Regions from separate parts of the Macaca mulatta genome. Here region 2 is linked to region 1. The links are chromatin contacts, called in public Hi-C maps. All regions are on one chromosome and are shown on one strand. Each heading gives the region's core, a stretch centred on a gene start, on an enhancer-like site or on the middle of the called end of the contact. The rest is flanking DNA. Distances are from core to core; before and after follow the strand shown.

What was found. A called contact is a pair of places that touch in the nucleus more often than the background predicts.
Region 2: a Hi-C map of fetal cortex germinal zone shows a contact between it and region 1, with 2.9 times the contacts expected there. The contact joins the promoter of RPF2 here to the promoter of CDK19 in region 1. A contact is called at or near these places in 2 of 14 Hi-C or Micro-C datasets (fetal cortex germinal zone and liver).

What each region holds. Positions count from the first base shown.
Region 1 is chr4:15,876,508-15,879,400 of T2T-MMU8v2.0, reverse strand. It overlaps CDK19 (cyclin dependent kinase 19), which reads left to right and starts at 1,446. Exons shown (of 13, transcript XM_077999285.1): 1 at 1,446-1,896. The coding sequence starts at 1,769.
Region 2 is chr4:16,062,756-16,065,648 of T2T-MMU8v2.0, reverse strand. It overlaps RPF2 (ribosome production factor 2 homolog), which reads right to left and starts at 1,472. Exons shown (of 10, transcript NM_001258154.1): 1 at 1,431-1,472. The coding sequence starts at 1,453. It overlaps LOC144340263 (a long non-coding RNA gene), which reads left to right and starts at 1,557. Exons shown (of 4, transcript XR_013416162.1): 1 at 1,557-1,674.

The DNA of each region.
Region 1 (2,893 bases), core at 197-2,696:
CCTGGCCTCAGAAAGGAAGTGGGGGCCCGGTGTGGTGGCACGAACCTGTAATCCCAGCTACTCAGGAGTCTGCGGCAGGAGGATCCTTGATCCCAGGAGTTGGACGCCAGCCTGGGCAACACAGCAAGGCCAGTCTCTTTAAAATAAAAGTGGGGCTTGGGGCTTCCAGGGGGTGGTGGAGACAAGTTAAGGGAGGATAAGAGGAGAAAACGTAAGATGAATAAAGGTTGACGTTTATGCAGATAAAAGTATCTCATCATACTAGTTGACTAGGAGCAGCTCTCTTTCTGGTACAGATTCCTTTAATTATGAAAATTTCCTTTAGAAATGTACATTTCTCTTTACAAAGGGACAGTTTTATCCTTTATTTTAGGCAGTAGTGGGATAAGTGAAGCATTTTCCTGTGTTGGCTGGATCTTATTTTTGCTGAAAGACATCAATATGCCAGAGTGGCATATTTTGGGGTGGCATATTCTGGACTCCTTCAGTTATAATTTGTGGTAGTGTGTCCTGAGCCCCAACACAATGAAATCAATCAACGTTCACCCTAACTAAAGGGGCTTTCTTAAATATTCTAGGAGAACCTCTCCACCATGCATAGACCGTAAAAAATCCTTTAAAATTCAACCCAAAGGATAGTTTTAAAACGCGGCTTCCTCCAGGCACTTTTAATTGTTCTTAGACAGATGGCCAAACCTAGTTATGCGAACCGCATATGCTAAGAGAAAACTGACTAGAGCGCCAAGAAAATGATGATTGGCTGCCGGAGCTCAGAAGTTGCATGTTCTTCTCTGGCCAAAGCAGGCACTAGGAAACTGCTGAAGGTTCAGTTTTTGAAATACGGTTTTTGCATCGTAAAGAAAAAAGATCAACCTATCAGGAAGAACCGAGCACATCCAATCGCCAATCAAGAGCGGGAAAGAAGCCAAAGCCTGGGGATACCCACGCACCAACGAGGACGTCATTCTCAAGCCCCCGCCAATGAACAGCGGGACGGGGGGCGGGGCAATAGGCGGACCCATTGCCCTAGAAAACAAACAAGCTGCGGTACAACTGTCCTCACTAGCCCTCTCTTCCGAAGCTACTGCAGCCAAGCCCTCAGCAAGGTGCTGATTTAATGCTTTCTATGCTTTGTGCGTGAGGCTAGTTACAGTGGAGTATCCCCTTCCCACTAAAGTAAGGCACTTCTTTCCAGTGCCTCCCCGAGAACTGCAGAAAGCACACTGGAACTTCTAGCTTTCCACCTTCACAGCAACCGGGAGCCCCGCGCTACCTGAGGGGGAGGGGCGGCCCTGGTACGCAGGCGCGCATGCTTTGTCGGGGGCGAGGCTGTGGCGGCCCGAGGTAACCTGGGAGCTGTATTTCTTAGGCCGGCGAAACCGCCCTGGCCGCTGAGGCCTTCGGGACTACATTTCCCAGGAGGCCCCGCGACCATGGGGCGGGCCGGTGAGTTCGTTAATGAGCTCGAAGAAGCCACGGCGCGGCCCACCAGGTTCCAAAACAAGGAAATGAAGAGGGGAGGCGGGACTGGGGGTGCCTGTGGGAGCCGCCGCCGCCGTCGCGGAGGAGGAGGAAGAGGTGGAGGAGGTGGCTGCTGCGGCCGCCGAGGAGTCCCTTGCTGAAGGCGGACCGCGGAGCGGCGGGCGGCGCGCGCGCGCGCCCGAGAGGCGTCTGTTGGAGAAGTGGAGCGGCGGTCGCGGGGGGAGGAGGAGGAGGGACTGAGCGGCGGCGGCCCCCGCGTCCCGTGCCTCTATGGGGGAAGCAGACAATGGATTATGATTTCAAGGCGAAGCTGGCGGCGGAGCGGGAGCGGGTGGAGGATTTGTTTGAGTACGAAGGGTGCAAAGTGGGACGCGGCACCTACGGGCACGTCTACAAGGCGAGGCGGAAAGATGGGTAAGAGCAGGGGCGGGAGGAGTAGGCTCTCTCGGGTCCTCGCCCTGCCCGCGACCTGGCGGGATGGGTGGGTCGGATCCCAGTCGGGCCGTGCCCGATGGGCGAGGCGGAGGGGATCGCGGGGTCGCGTCCCGACACCGACTCCGAGGGGCGCCCATTCCGCCCGCCTCCCCCGCGCGGTCGCCGTCGCGCCCCTCGAACTCCCGCGGAGCAGCTCGGTCCGAGGCGTCGGTCCCGTCCCAGAGGGACGCCCTCCGAGTGCTCGGAGACGGCGGCGGGACTCGAGTTGGGACCGCGGTGGAGGAGGAGTTTTGGGGTCTGGTCTCTTGGGGGAACGCAGCGGGCAGGCAGAGCTCCGCCGCGGAATTGCCGCTCCGGCCCTGTGTAGTGACGGTCGTTGTGGAACTTCCAATCGGCTGAGCGCCTCGCGGGGGCGGCGGTTTGAAACCTCGCCGGGGAGCCCGTCGGACGAACACGGCCTGGGGTCCTCGCCAGCCCGGCGGCTCTGACCCGCTGGGCACCGCCGCCCCCGGCCGCGATCTCCGCCCCCTGGGGCTGGCCGGCCCGTTGGCCCCTCTATGCGGTACTCCCATCCCTGTCGTATGCCCGGCGTCCCGGATTTTTCATTCTCACATTCTGAATTGCGTACCTTCCCCCTTCGAAGGAGACCTGATGGGCCAGCTGCGTTTCGCAAGCAGTAACTTAAGAGTTGGCTCAGTTCTCTGCTAACCACCCTTTACCTCGCAGCCCCTTGGCTATCTTGGGTATTATGTCCTCCACTCCATCCTCTGCCCGATGACTGTGGGCTGGGGCTTATCGAGTACCTAGATTATCAGGAAGGGAATACAGAGTGACAAAGCTGGGCCTGAACCTTTGTTTTCCTAGGAGTTGGGGGAGAACTGTAGGAACACCTTGGGAAGGCTTTACTGATTGTCCTCTTAAGATAAGAAGAGCTGAATAAAGTACTGAGAATGCCTATCCTTACTTGGTCCTGGAG
Region 2 (2,893 bases), core at 223-2,722, 190 kb before region 1:
CAACATCGCAAAACCCTGTCTGTACAAAAAAAAATACAAAAATTAGCTGTGGTGGTGCATGCCTATAGTCCCAGTTACACGGCAGGCTGAGGTAGGAGGGCTGCTTGATTCCGGGGAGGTCGAGGCTGCAGTGAGCTGTGATCGGGCTACTGCACTCCAGCCTGGGTGTCAGAGCCATACCCTGTCTCAAAAAAAAAATGTTTTTTAAGCCAGATTTAAAAATTCATGTAGACCAATTACCCTGTAAACTATTAAGGGAAAATAAATTCATTATTCTGACTTTATGATGTGACAGTAGGAATGGCGTATTTTTATACATTTCTGTTCAAAAAAGGGGCTTCACCTCTGCTTCCTCTACAATGAGCACCCTGATTTTTCAGACAGTTCTCTGTCATCTACTGAAAGAATTCTCCTCCCAAACAATTATGACCCTCCCTCGTCCAGTCCCATGGACACTTTGGGAAGAAAGAGACTATACATGCACTTTAGTTTCCCATGTAGATTTTAAAAATCCTCCTCCAGAGATAATGTCACATATAAAGCTTCTAATCATTTACTGGTTGATAAAGATACAAATTATTCTATCTTCTGTAACTCATTAAACAGCAACAAATGCAAATAGCGATTAACATGTTTTATTAGCTGCCTGGCTCCCAATTAATGTGTAAACTAGTCCCAATACCTAGTAAACGACTCTTCTTTGTAGTCCAAACAGCTAGAGGCATAGCAGGTGTGCAAAAAAATCTCTGAATGACTAAAACTGTCGTTTTGGATACATACTAACCTACGTAAATAGCAAGAAAACCACAGCAAATAACAGCAGGGCTGTTTAGCACAATAAATATTCTTGAACAAATTTAAAACAGGTATTATTCAAGGATAACTCAGAGGAGTGTACAAAGTCGGAAAGAAAAAAAACCAAAACTAATGAACATTTCTACGTGCTGCAGCAAAGGCTCTACATACATTCGCAAAACTAACCCTCACAGCTCTAAGAAATATGACTATGATGAGTGCTATTTTACAGAGTAAACTGAGATTTAGAGACATTTAATGACCCAAAGTCACAAAGCTTTAAGTGAACACGCCAGACTGTCACCCAGATCTGTCGGATTCCGAGGGCTGTGCCCATAACCCCACTCTAACTAACCTGTCTCATACTTCGGAAGTCAGATGTTTTTCAACTGACTAGGATAAAAGCGGCCAACGCTTCAATCCCACATCCCATCCCGCGATTCCCACCTGAGAGCTTCCCCACTGTCTCCTGGCAAGTAGCTCGCGCTGAGGAAAACCCCGGCTGGTGATCGATCGGCTCCCACCCAGGCAAGAAGAGGGGTAACCAGGAAGAGTGAGAGGCCGAGACAATACCACCCTCATCACGGGACCCTTTCACCCCAACGTTCCCCGGGGCGGAGAACCAGCGAACTTACACAACTCGATCCAGAGTGTCCATCGCTACTGCTCCCTGCAACTCTTAACTAAGTGGATGCACGTGCACCCGGCGATTACGTGCGCCGGAACAGGCAGAACCGGAAGCTGAGCGCAACGCCACTTCCGGGGACGCCCTCGCCGACGGTGCCTGGAGGTGTTGGCGGCCATTTTGATTGGAATCGCGCCCTGTTCCCTTGGTTACGGATTTTTGCCCTGGCTCTTTCCCGGAATTACAGGTGCGAGGTAATACTTTTAAGTAACATTGGCCGGGTGTGGTGGCTCACGCCTGTAATTCCAGGATTTTGGGAGGCCTAGACGGGCGGATCACCTGATACCAGGAGTTCGAGACCAGCCTGGCCAACATGGCGAAACCCCGTCTCTACTAAAAATACAAAAATTAGCCGGTCGTGGTGGCGGGCGCCTGTAACCCCAGCTACTCGGGAGGCTGAGGCAGGGAGAATTGCTTGAACCCGGGAGGGGGAGGTTGCAGTGAGCCGATATCGCGCCACTGCAAAATCCGGCCTGGGCGACAGAGCGAGACTCCTTCTCAAAAAAAAAAAAAGTAACATAGACTCTCACAGTATGATGTACACGCTAGTTGTATACTTGGAGTCAGGTATTCAGAAGCCAGATTTTATTCTTCAGGGAATCCCAGGATGCTAGAAAGGTTGATTGCACGGTAGGTACTCACATAATCACTAAAAACATTAATGTGAAATGGGCACTATTGACAACTGTGCGATCAGCGTGACAGAGTTTGTCTATCACAGTTGCCCAGTACATAAAATATGCGCAGAAAAGGTACTGCTGATCGTGATTTTTTCCCCAGTTTTTAAGTTACCACATAATTCACATACCATAAAATTTACCCCTTTAAAGTGTACAATTCATTGGTTTTTCGTGTATTCACAAAGGTGTGCAAACATCACCACTAATTCCAGAATATTTAATCACCTCAAAAAGAACCCCCTCGACACACAAACCCAGTAGCGGTCCAAGCCCCACTTCCCCCTCCTGCCAGCCCTTGGCAACCAATAATCTACTTTATGTTCGGTGGATTTGCGTATTCTGAATATACATAAATGAATTCGTGCAACGTATGGCCTTTTGTGTCTGACTTCTTTCACTATCTGTTTTTGAGGTTCATACATGTTGTAGCATGGATCAGTACTTCCATTTTGTTAGCACTGAATAATATTGCTTTGTATGGATATACCACATTTTCTTTATCTGTTCGTCAACCTAGGTACTTTTTTTTTTTTTCCGACGTAGTCTTGCTCTGTCGCCCAGGCTGAAGTGCAGTGGTGCGATCTTGGCTCACTGCACCCACCACCTCCCAGGTTCAAGCAGTTCTCCTGCCTCAGTCTCCCAAGTAGCTGGGATTACATGCACGCACCACCACACCTTGCTAATTTTTGTATTTTTTAGTAGAGACAAGGTTTCACCATGTTGGCCAGGCTGG